Linked DNA regions of Oryctolagus cuniculus: region 2 is linked to region 1. The links are chromatin contacts, called in public Micro-C maps. All regions are on one chromosome and are shown on one strand. The core of a region is the stretch at or near the end of the contact, and the rest is flanking DNA. Distances in the headings are between cores, read along the strand shown. Region 1 holds the start of SIRT2 (sirtuin 2). Region 2 holds the start of ACTN4 (actinin alpha 4).

Evidence for each region. Hi-C and Micro-C count contacts between places; a contact is called where the count stands out from the background.
Region 2: a contact with region 1 is called in a Micro-C map of ear pinna, with 4 times the contacts expected there. The contact joins the promoter of ACTN4 here to the promoter of SIRT2 in region 1. A contact is called at or near these places in 3 of 6 Hi-C or Micro-C datasets (ear pinna, psoas muscle and an unstated tissue).

The regions. Positions count from the first base shown.
Region 1 is chr18:15,859,818-15,866,815 of mOryCun1.1, reverse strand. SIRT2 (sirtuin 2) reads right to left here and starts at 1,877. Exons shown (of 15, transcript XM_008257157.4): 1 at 1,647-1,877. The coding sequence starts at 1,862. NFKBIB (NFKB inhibitor beta) reads left to right here and starts at 2,008. Exons shown (of 5, transcript XM_002711457.5): 1 at 2,008-2,275. The coding sequence starts at 2,097.
Region 2 is chr18:16,047,627-16,054,549 of mOryCun1.1, reverse strand. ACTN4 (actinin alpha 4) reads left to right here and starts at 2,440. Exons shown (of 21, transcript XM_051847128.2): 1 at 2,440-2,730. The coding sequence starts at 2,569.

The DNA.
Region 1 (6,998 bases), core at 628-3,127:
GCACACAGCAAGGCCCTGCGGGAGCCGCCCAACACATGGGGGCAGCTCTGCGTGGGGGGAGCAGGGGACACTGGCCATGACCAGTACCCGGGTCTAGAAGGCAGCGTGCCGTGTGCCATGGGTTTCCTCCAGCGAAGGGACAGAGCACAGGTCACTTAGGAGCGCTGCCTCAAATCCCTCATCTGTATGATGGCCACGATAGGTCTTACCGCTCATGCGGGTGCTGGGCAGACAAAATGAGATGTTGCACTACGCAGAGCGCCTGGCTGGCTAAGCAGCCGGTGAACACGCTAACCGAGGCTGCTGTGAGCCGGCCGCCCCCAGCCTGCATCGCACGGTCGCGCCCCGGTCTCCGCACAGCTGCAGCCGTCCCATGGAACACCTCCTCACCTCATCTATGTTCTAAGTCACTCTTCACTCACTATGCTGCGTCTACATCTCAGTCTCACTCCTGGGCCAGCCTGGGGATTCTCCGAGGGAAAGGCCTGGCTGGGGTGCTCCATGACCCACCACGCTCGCTCTGGGGAGCTCAGGGACCAGAGGGGATCCCTGGCTCTTCCAGGGCCAACACAAACGAGGTTCAGAAGGAATGGGAAGGGGGGTGGGCAGCAGCAAAGAGAGAGGAAAGTTTAGGAAGGCAGGCCTGGGGCTGAGGCTGTACGTTTTTCTCGGAGGTCCCCAACACCCCCCATTCCCCAAGAGGCTGCACCCCTGCAAGGCGGGGCGAGGGGCCCCGGGGGAAATGTCTCCCCTCTGCCACCTCCCCCCAGAGTGGGATGTGGGAACGAGTCCAGCTTCCTCCTCCCCTCCACCATTTCCCCATCTCACCTGAGCCTCTTGCACCTTCCCTGCCTGGGTCTCCAGAGGGTCAGAGGCTGGGGGAGGAGGGGGAGCAGACGTGGTTACAGTGGGGGGAATGGTTAAGAGGGAATGAAGGGTTAAAAGTGGCCGCGGTGGGAGCGGGGGCAGGGGCGGCAAGAAGACCCAGGGTCATGGGGCGGTGGAGTGGCAAAAGCTGAGCGGAGGGAGGCAGGGGAGGGGGCTGGCGGGAGAGGTGGTGAGTAGGGGCAGAGTGGCTGTGGCGGGGCAGGGTTGGGAAGAGAGGCTGGAGGAAGCTTAGGAAGAGTTAGACAGGGCAGAGCAGTGTGTGAGTGTGCGGGGAGGGAGAGGAGGCTCCCAAGGCAGAGGAAGGTTTAGACAGGAAGCGGGGCTCGGGCTGGAGGCGGGTTTGGGAGAGGAGGAGCGGTGGAGGTGATGGCACAGGAACTGCAGGGGAGAGACGGGACGGGACACCCGGGCACCCCTAGCATCCTACGGTTGCCCCTGACAACCAGGTGCTCTTAGCAACCGAGACCGCGGCAACTTTTGTCCTCAGTAACGAGGGTCCTCAGCAACCAAAGTGTGAGAAACACACGATCATTAGTAACTTGGAACACGGACGAGGTAAACGGACCCTTAAAACCTCGCGACCCAGAGACCCGCCACCCCGCGAGTGTGGATCAACCTAACTACAAGCCTCGGAACCCCGCTCCCTCAGTGTAGCCCTGCGCTCCCAGCCCCCCGCGCCCGCCCTCGGGCCCCGGGGCCTGCAGCCCTCGGCCAGGCCCCGGCGCGGCCCGACCCTTCCACCGGGGCCCCCGACTCACGATCCGGCTCGGCCATGGGCTCGGGGCGGGGGCCCTCGGGGCTGTCACCGACTGCTCTGTCCCGTGACGGCACCGGAAACAGAAGGGGAAGGCTTCGGGCATAGAACTACGACTCCCAGCACCCATCTCGGCCGCATACAGGGCTTTCCCGCAAACGCCCCGTGCGCGCCCGAAGGCGGAACTACGAGTCCCAGACGGCCTGGCGGTGGCAGCCATGTTAGTAAAGGGCGCTCGGAAAATGTGGGTATTGCCCGAGAGCCGTCGTGCATCCCAGTGCTCTGATTGGCCACCCTGCACCAAGGGGGCGGGGCGTGACCGATTTCGCCCACTCTAATTGGATTTACCAGGGGGCGTGTTGGGGAATTTCCCGCAGGGCGGAAGTGCCGGAGCTCCGGGCAGAGCCCAGCGGCAGGCGGGGAGCCGCGGGGGGCCCTGAGGTGGCTGGGGGCCATGGCTGGGGTTGCGTGCTTGGGAAAAGGTGCGGACGCGGATGAATGGTGCGACAGCGGCCTGGGCTCTCTGGGGCCGGACGCGGCAGCCCCAGGAGGCCCGGGGCTGGGCGCAGAGCTGGGCCCAGGGCTATCGTGGGCTCCGCTCGTCTTCGGCTACGTCACTGAGGATGGCGACACGTGAGTGAACCTTAGGCTGTTAAACGAAGCCCTCGGATCCGAGGCCTGATTCTCCATTCGTTTCTGAGTGTCTGTGGTTTCCCAACCTGTCACTCCTGAATCTGACTTCCGTTGCGGGACTTCCTGACTTCACACCCCCCCCATCCTAATTTGTAACAAAACCCAGTTTCCGATCAGCTTTGAGCCCGATTCGATCATTGCCGACCTACTTTCCCTGAACCTTGATTTTCATGCCCCCCCCCCCGAACCTACATCCTCCTAACCCACTGATCCCAAAACCCGATTTGACCTTCTGACCCCCAGTCCTTAGTAGAGTTGGGGCTCAGGCTGTGGCTCCCCACCCCCCCATAGCATCTCTGATCTGAGCTGCTGACTTTGCTTCGGGGGACCCTCGGCCCCCGCCTCTAAGAGCCTGCTCCTGGGCTCTGATCTTCCCGGCTTCAATTCCGAGACAGCCCGTGAGCCACGGGAGAGCTGAGGTGGCCTTGCACCTGACCCGGGTCCTGTCTGAGCCATGGACAGTGAAGGAAACAGAAGCTTTGGTGTGGCGTGGGGGCCGGGGGTCGCGGTCACCAGGGGCGGAGCCTTCTCTGGGTGGGAGGGTAGGAGGGAAGAACCTCCCAGGGACAAGACTGTAAAGGACCAGCTGGGCACCTTCTCTGGGTTTTGTGGGGTTTTTTTTGCCCGTTGATTGCTGGGTCCCCAGAGGCTCAAAATAGCGCCTGACCCACGTCTTCTCCAAGAACCAGCGAGGGTTTCGCTACTTTTCTCCCTCTTTTCACTTTCTATTTCATTAGCCCCTAACCTGACTTTTATCTTCTTTCTTCTGAATCTTGGGTTTAATTTATTCTTTTTGTAATTTATTTTGTTCTTTTTTAAATTTTTTAAAATATTTATTTATTTATTTCGAAAGGCAGAGTTAGAGAGAGAGGGAGGGGAGAGATCTTTCATCCACTGGTTCTCTTCCCCCAGAGAGATTAAATGGCCATGGCTGGGCCAGGCCGAAACCTGGAGCCAGGAGCCTCTTCTGGGTCTCCTTAGCGGGCGGCAGGGCCCACACACTTGGGCCACCTTCTGCCGCTTTTCCCAAGCTATGAGCAAGGAGCTGGGTTGGAAGTGGAGCAGCCGGACACGGAACCAGAGCCCGTATGGGATGGGTGTCCCAGTGGTGTCCTCGCCGCGGCCATAATGCTGGCCCTGTCTTTTTGTGATTTCTTAGGATGAAAGTTCATGTCATTGATTTGAGAGCTTGCTCCTGTTTTAATGTAGGTTATTGAGTACTATGAATTTTCCCCTGAAAGCTGCTTTAGCCTTGTCTCACAATTCTGATATGTTGTATCTTGATTTTCACTTAATTCAGTATTCCTTATAATTTTCTCTTTTGAATTCTTCTTTGACCAGTAGATTTAAAAGTCTGCTATTTGGTTTCCAGATAGTTTAATATTTCCAGGTATTTTTCTGCTGCCAATTTTCAATTCCATTGTGGGCAGAAAACATACTTTGTACGTTTTAAATTCTTTTAAGTTTTTTGAGACTTGTTTTACGGCTCAGAATGGTGTACACACACTTAAAATACTCTGTACCCTGTGGTTAATGTAGCGTCCTCTGCATATCAGTTGGAGGCTGTGTTGGCCCACAGAGCTCCAGGCTGCTTTGTCCTTGGTGATGGTTTTTCACTTGTCTGTCAGTGGTTGAAAGGGAAAGTCTGAGAGCTCCAGCTGTAACTCTGGGTTTGTCTGTTTCTCTCTCTAATTCTGTCAGGTTTTGCTTAATCTAGTTTGAGGCTCTGTTATCAGGGCACAGATATTTAGGATTATGAAATACTGTTACTCGATTCATTGATCTCCTTAGCGTTTTGATATTACCTTCACTATCTGTGGCAATATTCCTGGCTCTGAAATCTACTCTGCCTGATTTTAAAATACTCCTTTATTTGAAAGAGTGAGAGAGAGAGAGAGAGAGAGAGAGAGAGAGAGATCTTCCAACCTCTGGTTCATTCCCCACATGGCCACAACGGCTGGGGCAGGGTCAGGCCGAAGCCAGGAGCCTTCAACTCCCTCTGGGTCTCCCGCGTGGGTGGCAGAGGCCCAAGCACTTGGGCCGTCCTCTGCAGCCTTCCCAGGTGCATTAGCAGGAAACCGGATCAATAGCGGAACGACCAGGACTAGAACTGGGGCTCTGGTGTGGGATGCTGGCGTCACAGCGGCCGCTTAACCCCCTGCGCCACAGCACTGGCCCCTGTTTTGTTATTTTAGTGGTCACTTTAAGACAGCAGTTGGCAATGGAGCCTGCCACCTGGTTTTGAGTTAAGAATGGTCTTTATATTTTTTTAATTTTTAAAAAATAATCAGCAGAATAATACTGCTTGGTAAGTGGAAATTTTATGAAATTCATATTTTGGGCCCCAATAATAAATTGGAGTGCTCTTTTATTTGCATATCGTCGTCCATGGCTATTTGCAGTAGCAGAGCTGAGTGGGTAGAAGGGAGACCATGTGACCCACAAAGCCTAAAGCAGTGCTCTGTCCCAGTACAGAAAACATTTGCTGACTCCTGCCTTAGGGCTCATACTGACAACTTTGTGATATCATGCACTTTACACAGAGTAAAAGAACCTTAGAATGATACATCTGGGGGCTGGTGCTGTGGCACAGTGGGTTAAGCTGCCACCTGCAGCACCAGCATCCCATATGGGCACTGATTCAAGTCCGGCTGCTCCACTTCCCATCCAGCTCTCTGCTGTGGCCTGGGAAGGCAGTGGAGGATGGCCCAAGTGCTTAGGCCCCTGTACCCACATGGGAAACCTGGAAGAAGTTCCAGGTTCCTGGCTTCAGCCTGGCCCAGCCCCAGCCATGTGCAACTATTTAGAGAGTGAATCTACCCGTGGAAGATCTCTCTCTGTCTCTCTCTGCCTCCTTTGTAACTCTGCCTTTAAAACAAATAAAATATCTTTTTTTAAAAAAAGAGTGATATAACAAATAATAGATTTCATTTGTCCCCTCCTGGCCTTAGTATTATTGCTGTCATACAGTTTATGTACAAGTTATGAAGTCCAGGTGAGCTTTGTTATTGTTTTTGCCTAAACAAATACTTTGAAACATTTTATTTATTTTAAAGATATATATAGATATAGATAGATAGATAGATAGATAAATAGATAGAGAGAGACAGACAGAGACAGAGACAGAGAGAGAGACAGAGATTCGCGTCCCCGCACTCCCCAGAAGCCCAGCTGAAGCCGGAGCTGGGTCTCCCGCGTGTGTGCCAGACCCCACGTGCTTGTGCCGCCCCTGCGGGCCCCGGCGCGTTAGCAGGAAGCTGGAATCAGGAGCCAGAGCTCCAGACGCAGGCGCCTCCGCTGGCGTCTCAGCCGCTGGGTCAGTGTCCTTCCCTCTGTAACCTTTCCCGTGGTGTGGCTCTGCCGGCGATGAATTCCCTCAGCTTTGGCATATCTGAAAGCCTGTTCGGTTTTCACTAAACAAGGTGTATTTTGTTGTTGTTGTTGTTTGTAATCCAGGCCGGCACAGTGACCCCTGCAGTGCCAGATTCCTGTAGAGGTGCTGGTTCGAGTCCGGGCTGCACCACTTCCCACCCGGCTTCCTCCTAATGCACCTGGGAAAGCACTGGAAGATGGCCTGAGTACTTGGGCCCTGCCACCCACATGGGAGACCTGGATAGGGTTCTGGGCTCCTGGCCTCGGCTTGGCCCAGCCCCAGATGTCGCGGCCATTTGGGGAGTGAACAGCAGATGGGAGATCTCTCTCTCTGTCTCTGCTCTCTCTGTCTCTGCTTCTCTCTGTAACTCTACCCTTCAAACAGATAAAAGAATCTTCAAAAAATTTTGTTTTAATTTATTTTCATTTCATACAAAAGGCAGAGAGCGATCTTCCAGTGACTGGTTCACTTCCCAAATGTCCCCGGTAACCAGGGCTGGGCCAGGCTGAAGTCTGGAGCTCAGAACTCAGTCTCAGCCTCACACACAGGTGCCTGGGACCCAAGTATGTGGGCCATTGTCTCTGGCCTCTCGGGGTGCACTTAGCAGGAAGCTGGAGTGCAGGTGGGGGGGCTGGGACTCAAGCCAGGCTCTCAGATGTGGGAGTGGGGGGTCCCACACGGGGACTTCATGGCCTTGCCAAATGCCTGTCCCTCAGTTTTCAGTGTTGGGAAGATATTTCTGCTGGGGGGAGGGCTCTAGGCTGCAGTGGGCCCGTCCCCAGCCGGGGTGAACAGGGCCACCTAGGCCGCAGTGGGCCCGTCCCCAGCCGGGGTGAACAGGGCCACCTAGGCCGCAGTGGGCCCGTCCCCAGCCGGGGTGAACAGGGCCACCTAGGCCGCAGTGGGCCCGTCCCCAGCCGGGGTGAACAGGGCCACCTAGGCCGCAGTGGGCCCGTCCCCAGCCGGGGTGAACAGGGCCACCTAGGCCGCCGTGGGCGCGTCCCCAGCCGGGGTGAACAGGGCCATCTAGGCCGCAGTGGGCCCGTCCCCAGCCGGGGTGAACAGGGCCACCTAGGCCGCAGTGGGCCCGTCCCCAGCCGGGGTGAACAGGGCCATCTAGGCCGCAGTGGGCCCGTCCCCAGCCGGGGTGAACAGGGCCATCTAGGCCGCAGTGGGCCCGTCCCCAGCCGGGGTGAACAAGGCCGTGCGCTGCCGCCGTTCAGCCCTCTTGCTGAACAAGCGCTGTGTGTGTGATGTATTTACTGTCGGGTTTTCCCCGTCTTTGTGTGT
Region 2 (6,923 bases), core at 1,191-3,690, 190 kb before region 1:
TGGAGCTGAGCCGGACCAAAGCCAACAGCCAGGAGCTGCTTCTGGGTGTCCCGTGTGGGTGCAGGGGCTCACGCACTTGGGTCACCTTCCACTGCTTTCCCAGGCGCGTTAGCAGGGAGCTGGATCAGAAGTGGAGCAGCCAGGACTTGAACCGGCCCCTACATGGGATTGGGATGCCGCACCACAGACAGCAGCTTACACACTATGCCACGGTCCCCCCCCCCCTTTAAGATTTATTTATTCATTTGAGAGGCAGAGAGGGCTTCCATCTATCGGTTCGGAGCTGGGCTGATCTGAAGCCAGGAGCTAGGAGTTTCTTCCTGGTCTCCCACGCAGGTACAGGGGCCCAAGCACTTAGGCCATCTTCCACTGTTTTCCCAGGCCATTAGCAAGGAACTGGATTGGGAGTGGAGCAGCCAGGACTCAAACTGGCTCCCATATGGGATGCCGGCACTGGAGGCAGAGGCCTAAGCTACACCACAGGGCCAGCCCTGGCTGCTCCACTCCCAGTCCGGCTCCTGCTAACAGCCTCGGAAAGCAGGAGAAGATGGCCCAGGTGTTTGGGTCCCGGAAGAAGCTCCTGCGTCCTGACTTTGGCCTGGCCCTGCCCTGACTGTAGCAGCCATTTGGGGAGTGAACCAGCACATGGAAGCTCATTCGCTTGCTCTCGCTCTGCCTTTCAAATAAATAAAATAAATCTTAAAGAAAAGGAAGAAGAAGGATGGAAGGAAAGAAACTGGGCTGGGCTGGGCGGCCTTTCCTCCTCACCTTGATTCTGGCTTTTATCCTGAATATGGAACCAAGCAGAGGCAGGAGGGACGGGATCCCTTCCCGGGCTCCCTCTGACTTCTACCCTCTGCCGGAGGCGGAGCAGCTCCTGCCATGGTCCAAGAGGGACAAGAACAGTGTGGGTGGGGCCTGGTGAGGCCGCGAGGGGCAGGGGAGGTGGTGTGCAGCCTGTGTGCACTCTGACGTGCAAGAAGACACTTCCCGGGAGACCTGGGTGTGGGTGTGGAGACAGAGGTGCAAGGGCAAGTGCAGGATGGGGCAGCCCCTAGCAGGAGTGCGGCTGGAGGGCGCCCAGCTTTGGGGGAGGGTCAGGAACTCAGCTTCGCGTGAGCCTGTACAGCATCGTTTATCTGCGTTTGTTTGCCTTTATATCGCTGCCCTTCCCGCCTACAGTGAGAACGAATGAGGCTGATAATGCTCAGACCATAGAGCCAGCCCTCAAGAACAGTAGCTCGCACGTAGTAGGTGCACATAGTGGGGCTGGGTGTTTGGTGTAGTGGTTAGGTTGCTGCCTTGGACACCTGCATCCCACATCAGAGCGCTTGCTTTGAGCCCTGGCTTCTCTGCTCTGGGCCCGCCTCCTGCTAATGCCCACCCTGGGAAGAAGCAGACCATACTCAAGTGCTTGGGCCCCTGCACCCATGTGGGAGACCCGGAAGAAGCTCCTGGCTTCGGATCAGCACAGCTCCAGCCATTGTGGCTGTGGCCATTTGGGGAGTGACCCAGTGGATGGAAAACCTCTCTGTCTCTCCTTTTCTCTGTCTCTCTCTCTTATTTAAGATTCATTTATTTATTTGAAAGTCAGAGTTACAGAGAGAGAGAGAGAGAGAGGTCTTCCATCGCTGGTTCATGTCCCAGATGGCCGCAATGGCCGGAGCTATGCTGATCCGAAGCCAGGAGCTTCTTCTGGGTCCCCCATGCAGGTGCAGGGGCTCAAGCACTTGGGCCATCTTCCACTGCTTTCCCAGGCCACAGCAGAGAGCTGGATTGGAAGTGGAACAGCCAGGACTAGAACCGGCGCCCATATGGGATGCCGGCACTTCAGGCCAGGGCATTAACCCACTGTGCCACAGCGCTGGCCCCAAGTCTGTCTCTTAAATAAATAAATCTTTCTTTTAAAAAAAAAAAGCTTATTAACCAATTAAGATAGACAAGTCCAAAAACCCTCCGCGCTCCCAGCCCGGGTCTCTGTTCAGACGTCCGCGTTTCTCCGGGAAGCCCCTCTGAGCCTCTCTGCCCCAGCCTGGGCTCGCTTTCTCCGCAGCCTCGGAAGCTATGTGCTTCTTAGCATCTGGTTCTCTTCCTTCACGTCCGACAGGGACTTCTGCCTCTCTTCTTTCGTGTCAACGCGTAACACAGGTTGGCACCCTGCTGGCGTTCCTTAAAGTATTTATTGAATTCGGGCGGCCGAACAGGAGCACGTTCCACGCGGGTGCAGGGAAAAGACCCCCGCCTGAGGAATCATTCATAGCGCGTGCCCCACCCACACGCGGACGGCGGGCGCGTTCCCGCGGGGCGGGGAGCGCGGCTCGTCCACGAGCTGCAGGGGTGGGGTGAGGGGCGCGGGGAGCGGGCTCTGCGCAGGCGCCGGGCTCCCGGGGGCGGTCCGGGTGGCTCAGGAGCGCGCGCGCGGGAGGGCGGCGGCGGCGGCGAGGTGCGCAGGCGCCGGCGGAGGGCGGGCTGAGGCAGCTGTAGCGGCGGCGGCGGCGGCGGCTCCGGCAGAGGGGCGGGAGCTGAGGCGGGAGCGGACCGGCTGGTGGGCGAGCGAGAGGCGGCGGAATGGTGGACTACCACGCGGCGAACCAGTCGTACCAGTACGGCCCCAGCAGCGCGGGCAATGGCGCTGGCGGCGGAGGTAGCATGGGCGACTACATGGCCCAGGAGGACGACTGGGACCGGGACCTGCTGTTGGACCCGGCCTGGGAGAAGCAGCAGCGCAAGGTGCGCGGCCCGCGGGCCGGACGGGCTGGACGGGGTGGGGGGTGGGGTCTCCCGGAGGCGGCTAGGGAGGGGGGCGAGGTCCCAAGAGAGGGGAGTGGAGCATCCATGATGGAAATCAGGGGTCCCGAGGAGGAATTGGCGGGCTCGGGCGGGCCAGGATGGAGTCCTGGAGGCAGGAATTGGGAAGCGGAGAAACGTAGTCGGCGGCCTAGTAGCGTTTGTGGGGTCTAAAGAAAGGAATCGGAGCCCCGAGGAGGGTGTGCAGGGCTTGGGCGGGGAGCCTGGGGAGGCTGAAATGCAATCGGGCTGTGAGGCGGGCTCGCAGGCTCCGAGGAGCGGCTGGCAGTGCCCCGCGGGGGCCCTGGGCGTCTGCGAGGGGAATTTGTGGGCCAGGGTGGAATGGGGGTGTGGGGAGTCCGGAGGGGGGGGTCCGTTGCAGTGCAGAAAGGCCCGAAGGAGGTTGGAATCCGGGGAGCCTTGGTGGGGGGGGGCGTAAAGAGGGTGAAGATGGAGTGGGGGTGCCCGGGAGGGGTTGTGGGGTCTGGAGAAGGGAGGGAGGACTGGGGAGGCTAGGGCGTGAGTTGGGGTGCTCAGGAGGGCCAGGTGCCGAGGGGGGCAGTTAGGGGCCTGTGATTGGAAGAAGGTGAGAGTGATTTGGGCTGCCCTGTTGTAAGGGGAAGGAGGGGAGGACCTGGCGGGGAATGGAGAGGCCCCGGGGTGAGGGGGTGTGCTGGGGAGGGCTCTCGGGAGCCTCGTGGGAGGTTGAAAGCTTAACCAGGGGTCGGGGACGCCCGAAGAAAAGGTGGTCTGGCAGAGGTGAGGGTGGGAGGGCCCGGGCGCTGGAATGGCGGCTGGGGGAGGAGGCTGCTTTAGGGAAGGGAACGTGTGGTGAGTGGACTGAGACAGGCATTTGGGAGGGGGCTGGGATCCCGTCCTGGGGGAGGAGGGGCGAGGGTGCTCAGGAAGAGTCTGGGGCCCGGAGGGGTGGGGGGGGGCAGAGTCTGGTCCCCTGTGGAAGCCGCGGAGGAGCAGACCACAGTGGTGACAGGGAGACGGGGGCCTCATCCAACGTGGGTGAGAAGGGCGGAGCGCGGGCTGGTGTTGAAGGGTTCCAGTGTGTGCAGGAGGAGCATGTTGGGGGCGCGTGGGGAGCGGCCGCTCAGAAGTGCGCGGGTGGCGCGTGGGGGCGCGTGAAGTTGGATCTGGAGCTCTCCCGGATGATTACTGAGCAGCTCCCTGGCCCTGGCCTAGCCCCTCTGCAAAGGCGGATTGAATGGGGTTGGTGGACACTTTGCAGGAGCCTAGGGGCAGACTCGGAGGCGGGGCGGGCGGGGTTTGTGTGGAGAAAGTGCCTGGACTGGAAGCCTGTTGAGGGCGGGAGGTGGTGCCCTGGGGGTGGCACAGGCAGCCCCCCTGGAGGAGAGAGGGTGGGACGGGCCGCCGGGAGGTGGGGCCCGGCATCACCTTGAGTAAACGACCAGCAGCAGCTTGGGTTTCCTCGTGGGTAGTAACTGGGGTGGAGGGGTGGCGGCGTCCTTATCCACTGCCCCACCTGCCTCAGGTTCCGGGGATGGAGGATGCTGGGATACCTGGCGTCACAAGGCTTTTTTGGGGGGAAGGGGAGTTCCAGTCTGGAGCCTCAGCAACAATGTGCTGCCTGAGGCCGTGCCAGGCTGGAAAAGGTTCGGAGTTGCCAGGGAGCTGGGTGGGGGCCGGGGGCCACAGCACTATGTGTGAGAACGCCTGGGGTCCCCCTGCCGCAGCTCCAAGGAGCCCCTTGTCAGGTGGAGGGGTCCCTCCCTTTCCTGTCCTCTGCCACTCCCCAAGTGACTCCTTGCCAGCTCCTTCCACTCCCTTCTGGGAGTCAGGGTGTGTACTAGTTCCGTGGTCATAGACTCCCTTGCCCACAGGGCGAGGCTGGGGCCCGCGTAGGCTCAGGGCGGAACCGGGACTCACCGGAACCCCCAGGCTTTCCTGCTGTGTGTCACGCTCGCTCCCGCTGCCCGGGCCAGGCAAGGTTGCGGGGAGGGTAGCTCACGGCGTCCTCCCACACCCGCTGCCTTGGCCTCTCGGCAAGTGCCAGGTTCTCCTTCGTCCTGCTTTGTACCTGCTCCCGCAAATATTTACACTTGGCCGTCTGTGGGGGAAATGAATTGCCTCACCTCTGCGCCCTTTCCCGTTACAGGCAGGCAGCGCTGATGAGATAGGGAAGGAGCCGCGGAGAGGCAGACGCGAGTGTGTGCTGTTCTTCCCCTTCCCAGAAAACCCCACTGCCACACCACAGGCTGGGCTTCTGTGTCACAGTGGTGAATGACAGACCGCCTGCCCAAGGCCAGTCCATGGGCACAGGGCAGGGGCGGTGCTGTGGACGTCCTGCTCGCCACGGGCACCTGCTCTAAAGATCTGTATTGAGGACCCCTGCAGGCTTTCAGAGCCTGGGAATCCGATTCTCCTGGGAATGAAGCAGGGGGTTGGGGAGGGGGTGTGTCCCACGTTTACCTCGAAGCCCTTTGCTGGGACTCCTAGGGTCTGGCTCTGGGATCATGCTCCTGGCTCTGTGACCCAAGCATTATTGAATAACCAGTTTACACAACAGTTTTTACCTGGGAGGTGGGAGGGCTGTGAGTGGTCTAGAGGGTGTCCGGGACTGGCCTGCTCTTTCTTGAGCAGTTGTAGCTCTGGGCCACAGCCCCCTCCCCCAGGGCCTGAAGGGGGCCGAGGTGGCCTGGCCACCGCCTGCTCCTGCAAGGGCGCTCTTGGGACACGGATTCCAGAACTCCCCCGGGCAGCCGGGGGAAAGGCTTGTTAAGCCCACGTGTTCGTTTTCAGGGCCTCGGGGTTTAGACCATGACCTTTGGTTCAGGGTGTATTCATTGCGAGTTAATTATTTGAAAGTTCTGATGGTGGTTTTTTTTCCCCTCTTCCCCAAGTAGGTCTTTTTATTTTCATTTTTTTGAGGCTAATGATAGAGGCCCCAAAGTAGCCAGCTGTTATTTTCTGCTGTTCCTTTAATTGCTTGCCTCTTAGGATCTGGTGAAAACGAATAGGTCTTTAGCAGTTTTCAAAATTGAATAATGTACTTTCAAAAAAAAAAAAGTAACCAAACTACATTGTCATCTAGAAATTACCTGTGAATTGGTGAGGGGCGCAGGTATACTGTGTGCACCCACCTAGGGGAAGCTGCTCCAGCGCTGTAGAATGGGACTTGGCTAATGACCGGGAGGGCAGAGCTGACTGGTACCGTGGAGTGGAGCCTGCCATTTCACCTGTCCTGGGCAGTCTAGGGTGTGGGCCTGGGTTTGCCCTCTGCCTTTGGAAACACGCTCTCTGGTCCTGGAACCTACAGGGGCGGCTACTTGTCAGCAGAGAGCTGACTCACCCTCAGTTGGAACTGGTGCTAAAAGCTCCCATTTAATGGCAGCCAATTGCCTGGCCTCCAGTGGGAAGCTTTGTGGGGAAAGTTTGGGGAAAGTGTTGCAGGCAAACAGGCCCAGGAAATGAAGATGTTATCTGACAGGCAGGTGCTGTTGCAGTCTGAAGAAGCAGGCAGGGAGGTCAGTTAAAATGTGGACGTGTGCTCTCAGGTGTCCTCCTGATCAGATGGCCAGGGAGCAAGGGCAGGTCTGGACTCCAGTCTCAGCCTCCAGATCTGGTTCAGCTGCACCCGCTGCAGAGTAACTGAGCTCATAGCACAGGTTACCTGGCCCTGCTGTCTAGGGGGTGACAGCAAGGAGCATGGAGCCGGAAAGAATCGATTTGGGAAGGCGCGAGGAGCTTGAGATTGTTGAGACGAGCGCTTCGGGCTTTTGCCCTCCTGACTTGTAGTCTACTGGGAATTGTACAAGCCTTTGACCAGACCTCAGGGTTCTTCAAGAACCAATTCCCTTGCTGCTGCTTTTATTTTCTGCAGGGGAGAAGTAATTAGGGGACAGCTGTTTGCTGTAGTAGCTCTTGCTCATTCCGGTTTTCCGAATAGCTGAAACATCGTGGTTCTCTCCTCGCTGGCGTTGAGTGTCTTCTGGCCCAGCGCGCCCCCAGCGTCACCCTCCATTGCTAAAACTAGCTGATGTCCAGGATGCCATTAGTCACACTCAGATCATTCCCCTTGGTTCCCTTCCGCCGCCTTTATTTATGTATTTACTTCACAGAGCGACAGAAACGCTCACGTTACCTTCCGATTTTTCCTCTCCTTT